Regions from separate parts of the Mus musculus genome. Here region 2 is linked to region 1. A link is a contact called in public promoter capture Hi-C data. All regions are on one chromosome and are shown on one strand. Each heading gives the region's core, a stretch centred on a gene start, on an enhancer-like site or on the middle of the called end of the contact. The rest is flanking DNA. Distances are from core to core; before and after follow the strand shown. Region 1 overlaps Kcnip4 (Kv channel interacting protein 4). Region 2 holds the start of Kcnip4 (Kv channel interacting protein 4).

The links. Promoter capture Hi-C pulls out the DNA fragments that hold promoters and counts their contacts.
Region 2: a contact with region 1 is called in a promoter capture Hi-C map of hippocampal neurons, with 6 times the contacts expected there. The contact joins the promoter of Kcnip4 here to the enhancer-like site in region 1. A contact is called at or near these places in 9 of 39 promoter capture datasets (3T3-L1-derived adipocytes, cranial neural crest, embryonic stem cells and 3 more), 22 of 484 Hi-C or Micro-C datasets (Sertoli cells, brain, cerebellar granule neurons and 11 more) and 2 of 115 datasets of contacts at active chromatin or transcription factors (astrocytes and neural progenitor cells).

Annotation. Positions count from the first base shown.
Region 1 is chr5:49,368,717-49,372,764 of GRCm38.p6, reverse strand. The region is part of intron 1 of Kcnip4 (Kv channel interacting protein 4); the gene reads left to right. Among named protein-coding and RNA genes, the nearest start is that of Kcnip4, 150 kb to the left of the region's middle. Within about 2 kb of position 2,739, at least 4 of the 459 cell types and tissues checked have an H3K27ac peak or open chromatin away from gene starts, as enhancers often do. A contact at or near this core is called in hippocampal neurons, where this site is marked.
Region 2 is chr5:49,522,999-49,526,843 of GRCm38.p6, reverse strand. Kcnip4 (Kv channel interacting protein 4) reads left to right here and starts at 1,940. Exons shown (of 9, transcript NM_001199242.1): 1 at 1,940-2,203. The coding sequence starts at 2,143.

The DNA of each region.
Region 1 (4,048 bases), core at 1,490-3,989:
TGGATGTATTTTCATGATGCAATACACTTGATCAAAGAATGAACTGTCAAGTAGCTCATGAGTATATGGTGTATATTTGTGCATGGTACATTTAAGCAAACTCTAATATGCTCCAATTTATGTGAAGTTCTGACATTTCTGCCCCATGTAAGGTTGGGCTCAGGCCTGGAGAACAACCTGTATAGAGAGATTTTGATTGGCTAAATGGAATATAATATTTTTACACTGAGGATCAATTCAGGTAACATTTATTTTATTCCTTCCAATCTTTAGTTTTTGTGTTATAAATGTGTATCTCATTTTTTTCTCTGCTATTAAAAAGCTTCTCTTCATATAAAGAAGAATACCAAACGGATTCATGCCAGAATATTCCTTGAAGAAGAATAGACACTTTCTATGCTGAATTTATAAATTTCCATTTATATTTGGTGTAGATATTTTTTCCCAGAAACCCACTTTATGCTCATTAATTTTAAAGGTGCAGCAATCATGGGGGTTACCCTTCCCTCTGTCCAGTCTCACTGGCATTTGTTGATCAGTAGGAAAGATTTCTGCTTCAACACAGCAGACAGTGGCCTTCCTTCCTTCATCTTTTAAGTCCACACCTAAGGACTCTCAAAACCTCTCTCATATTTCAGCATTCGGAAGGATGTCTTTTAACAGCTCTCTAGGTTTGATATGTTTGAAGCACTTCAGGTGTAGAATGCCAGACACTGGGAATTAAAGAGTGAGGAAGAGAGAGAAGGCTCATGTGGTCCTGGATCTCCTGGCTAATGAGCAAAACAACATAAGGGAAGTGTAAAAGAAAATTCCAGGGTCAGAAAGCAATAAGCACCTTTGGAAAGCAGGAAGGGTTGCAGGATAATGGGTGCCTGGGGGTATTTGTTATCATTATGGACTTTATATTGCTTAGGGCAGTAAAGGCAAGTTACAACCTGCAACCTAGCTGAAGTAGTAGTAAACGTCCTTCAATCAGGCTGAGCAGGGCTTGGGTGTCTCATTCTCTAGAGGTTGTGGCCACAAGATGTCCATCCTTTTGCCAAAACAAAACAACTAACCAAACAACAACAACAACACAACAAACCTTATTCTGGTCTTGCTTTCTGAAATAAGCCCAGTTGTTAAAGGAAATGTGTATACCTTCCCATATTTTGGGCCATCTTTGCTCTTCTTCTACCACATCCATCTGTTCAATTCACCAGTAAACCACACACCATGCCTCAAATATTTGTCTCTCCCAGGTGCTTATATTGAAGGTCTAATTCCCAATATGAGGTTATATGGAGATTGGGGTCATTTGGGGAGGGGAGCTTAAGTTGAAGGTAGAGACAAATTATCACTATAATTGTTTACTTATAAAGGAGACCTCAAAGAGCGCCCCCCAGCCCCCTCTCGTTCTGCTGCTTGGAGGCACATCAGGAATCAACAGTCTGTAGTCCATAAAAGGGCTCTCACTAGAATCTAACACATCAGTTTCCTGATTTCAAAGGCCAGGCTTATTAAGACCCCATGGTCTAGGGAGTTCTCCTACAACAGCTGAAAGTAAGATGCCAAGAAACACAGCCACCTTCATGAGATACTTGAGGCACACACAAGCAAATGAAGAGCCAGCATGGTTCCAGCTGAGTGATTGCCAGAGGTCACCGTCTAAGTTGTAAGTTACCAAGACTGTGTTCTCTCTGAATGACATTTAGGTTTCTACTGTGACGAACAGGTGACTAGCATTTCTGTTTCGATGGTATTCTGAGACATAATGTTCCCATTTTTTTAAATACACAATTAGAATTCTTTTGACGATTATCTTCAAGAATGAAACAGGCTGTGCTGAAATATTGATGACTGTGCTTTGGTGATGAACTTGTACAATTTTTTAAGTTTGAGGATTATGCCCTCTTGTGGCCACTGAAGGTACTCTTTTCTTAGTATGTTTTGTATACACAAATGAAACTGTACTAACAAACAAAACTAAACAGACTCAGCAAGCATTGTCTATGTATTTATGCATATAAGCAAACAACAATAAAGAAAAAGAGGTTTTAAATTTGAGATGGTGTAGGGCTAAGGGGCATGGCAGGGGTTGAAGGGAGGAAAAGGGAAACACTATCATTATGTTTTAATTTAAACAAAATAAAATGAGAAACAAATGTACTTAAGAAAAACAATAATAAAAACTCTTGTCTTGGGTGTTCTTATTTTACTTTCATGTTAAGCAGAGGACAATAAATGATTACTATGTGAGTATTTGGTAAAATAAATTCCACTGCTAAATTATATCAAATTTCTTTATTTTCTACTATATTTAAAACTTGAGGGTGTTCCATAGGATGCCACAAAACTGGATAAATTATGGGAGAGTAGAGTATCTTTTAGTGGGTGCTTATAGGTATTTCTGGCATTGGTTAAATGTGTTTCTAATCTTTAAGTGCCTTGCAGATGCTTAAAGCTTTCTCGGAACTTCTCCTCGGGGATGCTCATGACACCCAATTCTAATACTTTCTCAGACCTTGCTGGATGCTCGATGCCATACCCAGGTGTCATTTCCCCTGAGGGAGCAGGGTGTCTGAATGCCCTACTGGCTATTTTCATTTTTTTCTGGCCTTTCATCCTCTCTTCCTATGGCTTAAATTTAGCCAAGGCCTAGGCTGTTTGAGGCTTCTTCCAAGTCTCCTTTCATTTGCACTTCCACGTAATGCCTTTGCCTGAAGCCTTTCTGGGAAATGACACACTGAGGTGGCTTTTGTGGCAGTTTCAAAACCACAGTAACATTTCTGCAATTTCCGATGACTACTGAGACCATCACTGTGAAGAGACCAACCAAATCTCATTTCAGGGCTCTCCTTCAAATCAATTTCTTTAAAGTCCAATATAAACAGAACCCAGGGTTCATTTTCACAAGTAGTTGTTGAGCCAGCAGCAATTGCCTTAGAAGTCATATTTAATTAGGAGGAATAGCAGGAAGTTTCCATAGAATCTTCACCCTTGGGTTTGTTTAAACCAGTGGTTCCCAGCCTCCCTAATACTATGACCCTTTAATACATTACTTCACAATGTGGTGACCCCCAACCATAAAATTTTTGTTGCTGCTTCGTAACTGTAATTTTGCTAGTTATGAATTGTAATGTAAACATGTGTTTTCTGATGGTCTTATGTGTCCCCAGAAAAAGGGTCATTTGGCTCCTCATCCAAAGGAGTCACAACCCACATGTTGGGAATCTCTGGTTTAAGCAGTTATCACGCCTTAGTTTTAGAATAAAACACTCTACATAAAGAGAAAAGAAACCTAGCTGATGCTGCTTTTAGGAAAATTAATGTAGAACTTTTTTTGCAATATCAATAAAAAATTTAAAAGGTTATGAACTAAACGTGAAAGATAATCAAACCCTTAACAACAATGTAATCTTAAACGTACAGCCATGTGTGGCTCACTTGATTTGTTGAGCCACGATAAGGAATCTTAGGATTTAGAGTTGTTGACATGGAGACCAGTTTGCCAACCAGCTTCAAAAATCTGTGTGTTCCTTCTGCCATCTAGTGTTCACGTTTCAGAAGACAAGCACAAAACTCAAAAAGTTTGCATTGTTGATAGGCATGGTTCTTCCGCAACTTCCTGTAGCCAGTGGTTGTCCAGGACAAATTCATTGTCCATATAATTGGCCTAATTTTAAGCCAGTATTGGAAACGGGACGTATCCTCAAAGGTAAAGAGCAGCATATGTACAATGCCAGATGGGATTGTTGAGTTTTCTGTTGGGATACACTGGATCCAAACTTACGGTTTGTTTACTCGCTGAAACCCTCCTCCATTGAACCTGACACAGCCAGTCATGTCTGGTTGTTTTCAATCTCTTGGATCTATTTTATATATCAAAGCAGACGTGGCCTCCAGGTTCTCCCAGCATCCCTCGGTTCCCGACCTGGCATACCCTACCTCCAAACTTGAACTTTCCAGCCCAGGGACTGGGCTGCCCTTCTCCAGCAGAAGTAACACAGATATTTGCTTGGTTTCCTCTCCCCCTTCCTCCTCCTCCACCTTCTCATATTTTCTTCTC
Region 2 (3,845 bases), core at 691-3,190, 150 kb before region 1:
TTTCCTCAGGACACCATGTGGAGATGGTAGTGATAATGGTGATGGTGAGTACTCTCTTTATAGCATCTCTTACCGACCTCTTAGTATGTGCCAGAACGCTCCAAAGCACAATATGCATTGTATCTCATTTCTTCTTTGACAGAGGTTCACTGAGGCAGGCACTACCGTTTGGTCCATTTTTTTGAGTGAGAAAGGTTAGGATGCTCACTTTGGGCTCACCATTAAGATTTCCGTTCAGCCTGCTGAGCCCAAACCCACACATGAAGGTAGTTTTAGAAGTCAGTACAGAGAAAAGAATGGAGTTGAGAACTGGAGAGGTAGTGAGCCTCTGCAGAGGCCGGGTTGTGCTCATTTGTGATAAAGGTTGCTAGTGGGAAGCTTGCTTTGAGATTATTGAAGTCCTAAGGTGCCACATGACCAGAATGAAATAGTAGAACCTGCTAGGAAGGACAGAGAGGAGACTTCTTAGGAGGAGGTAAGGTGCACACACCATTTAGAAATTTATGTACTTGACTCAGTAGAAGTTTAAATTGCACGCTATCTAGTCCGGTGTCCCTCCTGTCCTATTACTCCGCCCACTTCTCTCGCTCCAGCCAATAGCATCCTCCTCCAACTGGGCTGCCCTCCCACTTGCTCTCCGTAAATTTGCCCTTACTTCTACTATTTTCCTTAAGTCACACGGAGTAGATTTCAGCTCGTGTAAGTAGGTTAGATAAAGATGAGTATGGAGGCAATGCAGATGTTGGGATTTTGTCCGCAACCAGCATGGAAGGCATCACAGGGCTTTCCAATGAGTCACTTCAGGGACTAGGGGTGAAAGGAAGGACAAGTGACAGTTGAATCCTAGCTGGAGAAAGGGACAAGGTTTTACGGTGATGTGTAATCAGGCAGGTGTAGGGAGAAAGAATGACTTTCCAAACAATTAGGCCTTTCCACCATGTCAGGGTCTATTGACCTTGCAGCTGAGAGTGCAAACGAACAAATGTTAAGCAGCTTTGCGGGCCCACAGAACCGGTCAACTCGACCTTTCTTTTTAAAGGAGGCAATATACACTTCACTTCTTCCGGCAGAGAAGCCTGTGTTTTAATGCTCAGCTCTCTCCGTCCAACAGTAACCATGGCCACAAGTGGTTTATTGGGTTGTTTTCTGTCTTTCTCGGGCATTGCTGGCCTTGGTTTGCTTAGAGAAACAAGCAGCCATGGGTGATGAAATCCCCTGGGATCTCAGCCATCCCTTCCAACAGAGTGTCCTCCAGTGAAATGTCCGTTTGAAGAAGGCGCTTGTGGGAAATGTCTCCTAGTCAGCTCAGCTGCTCTGTGTAATGTGCTGTGGTCACCTTGGCCTTGTCTAGGCAGTGTCTAGAAGTCACATTCTCCAACCTCTCTCTCAGTCTCATGACTGAGTTGTACTTGGGAAGTTTCCTGTCTAGGAGTTGCTGGCACTCTGCCTGGTTCCCAGAAGGGCATCTCCTTGCCTTCTGGTGTCCTTCGAACTCAGGGCAGAATCTGACCCTCTAGGGACCCTGCAGTAAGTTTCTTTGCCAAAGACTTCTTGAGCCAGCCTTGAGCCAGGCTCTATGTGAAGCAGAAAGGGGTCGCAGTGGACCCTCAGATAATCCATTGGAAAATCTCAAAAGATGCCTTTTTTAGCCTTAAGCCGCTTCAGCTCTCTCTCTCTCTCTCTCTCTCTCTCTCTCTCTCTCTCTCTCTCTCTCTCTCTCTGTGAGTCTGCTGTCACCTGAGGCACTGCTACAGCCTCCTCCACTTTCTCCTTTAGTGACTTGGCAGCAGGTGGCAAAGGAGGTGCCAAGCGTGCCAGGGACGGGGGGGGGGCGCCTCGCTCTGTCTGGCGGTACAGCGCACCGACTTCTCAGCGGCGGGTGTCCTGGCCCCCACCACCGGCATAGCTCTGCCACCCAGAGTGGCACAGCGCCCCCGGCGCCCCCCGCCGGCCTCCGCCTGCACCTGCAAGGCTTCGCGCGCCCTGCCTGCCGCCGCCGCCGCCGCTGCCGCTGCCTCCAGCTCCCAGCGTCTTGGTCGCCCAGGACAGAGTGGCTGTGCGCTCCCGTAGCGGACCCATCGCCAGACGCCCCTGGGTCAGTGGACTCTAAGAGTGTCGCTCCGGCATCCAGTGTCCTTAAAGATGAACGTGAGAAGGGTGGAAAGCATCTCGGCTCAGCTGGAGGAGGCGAGCTCCACAGGCGGTAGGACGCGATGGGCTTTGGAGCGGGCGTCCCGCTGGCACTGTCCTCCCCTCGCTGTGATCCCGTGCCCCTTCCACGCTGGGGGCGGGGGGGCGCTTGTTGCCACCGCTGCATGAGAGAGAGTGAGGACCCAGGAGGGATTGGGAAAGGGAGGTGGGTGTGGGGGCATGGGAGAGCCAAGGAGTGGGGGGTGCATGGCAGGGTCTAGGAGGGAAAGAAAAAAAAATGCTTGAAGTGTGTTTGAAACTCGCTAGTGGTAGGGTCCGTCGCGATGCCGAGCGCGTACTTTTTGCCTTCCCTGAAAATTTCTGAGGTTGTGATTTGCTTTTACCAGATGTCATTCACAAGCACACTTCCTTCCCCTAACACCTGGGGATAAATGAGTCAAAATGGTGTTGATCCACCCCCTCCACACTTCCTTGATGCTCCCGAACACTTCACTAGAACTCTATTTTGATCGGCTGGTTAATACACAGACGGGATGTTGCCCACATCAGAGCCTTTTGCAGGCACGCTTGTCTTGTTCTATAGCTACCTTCAATTTAGTGTGTTGGGAGAAAATGTTCTTCAGTGACACTTGGAAATAATTTTTATATAGTACAGCCTTGAAAAGGTACTGGACACTCTGCATGGAGTCTGTCTCACAGGGAAATAAGCGGAGATAGAAACTGTTCTCTGAATTTAGCGGGATGCGAGGCAGAACCGATGTCCTCCCCACAGAGCATCTTGGGTTCCATCGGTTTGTTTTTAGATGGCTTTCATGTGTACAGATTTTTTTTCTTCTTCTTCTTTTTAAGAGGACCCTAAATAGAATCAAGGTGGTTGTGGAATCAATGTGAGCGAGGAAGATTATATAAGCTACGGAGTCACTCGTGTTTTGGCTTTACGGGGTCAGAAATGTGGCCTCACGAGAGATAAAGTTGTAAGAAAGTAGATTTTTAATGTAATTCCTTTATTACTTCTGGAAACAGCCACCTGAACAACTTAGTCCAGCAGTACTCTGAAATACATTGGTATAAGACATGGACATTCACCGGTACTTTTCCTCTGAGAGATAAACTCACTGTAACTAGGAGGGTACTTGTCTCATTTGAGTGTAAAATTTATAAAGTCTTAGTGCTTCGTGGGCTCTTGAACACTAACATGACTGCTACCACCAGCACTCTAAAGTTTACCTCTGATGGCATTGGCTCAGAGTAGCAGTTGCCTACCTTTTAATGACCCAGTACACCTTTCATGGGGTAGTCCATGAAAGGTATGTGCAATATTTAAGCGACTGAAATCTCTCCTTTGTTTTACTTTTTAAAATTTTTTTTTGTCAGAATGACACTTTCAGTGTAAGAGGAAGGTGATAGGTTGAGAGGACAGCGTCGTGTCTTTGCAGTTCTGTGTGATCATCTCAGTCCCCTCTAGGAGAGCCTGTGTGCCCAAGGCTCAGGAGGAATGAACTCAGATCTGGGACAGGCTGTGGGGACACAGTCTCTGGAGTTGGTGGCTGTTCAATAGGAACAGTTCTCTACTGGGGCCAATCAGTGAGATGGGGAATGAATTTACAAGCAACTCTCCATCCAGCATCATGGCTGGTAGAACTCCTGAAAAACAAGAAACACAAATGAAGTCATGCCCGGAGAGTATGAAACAA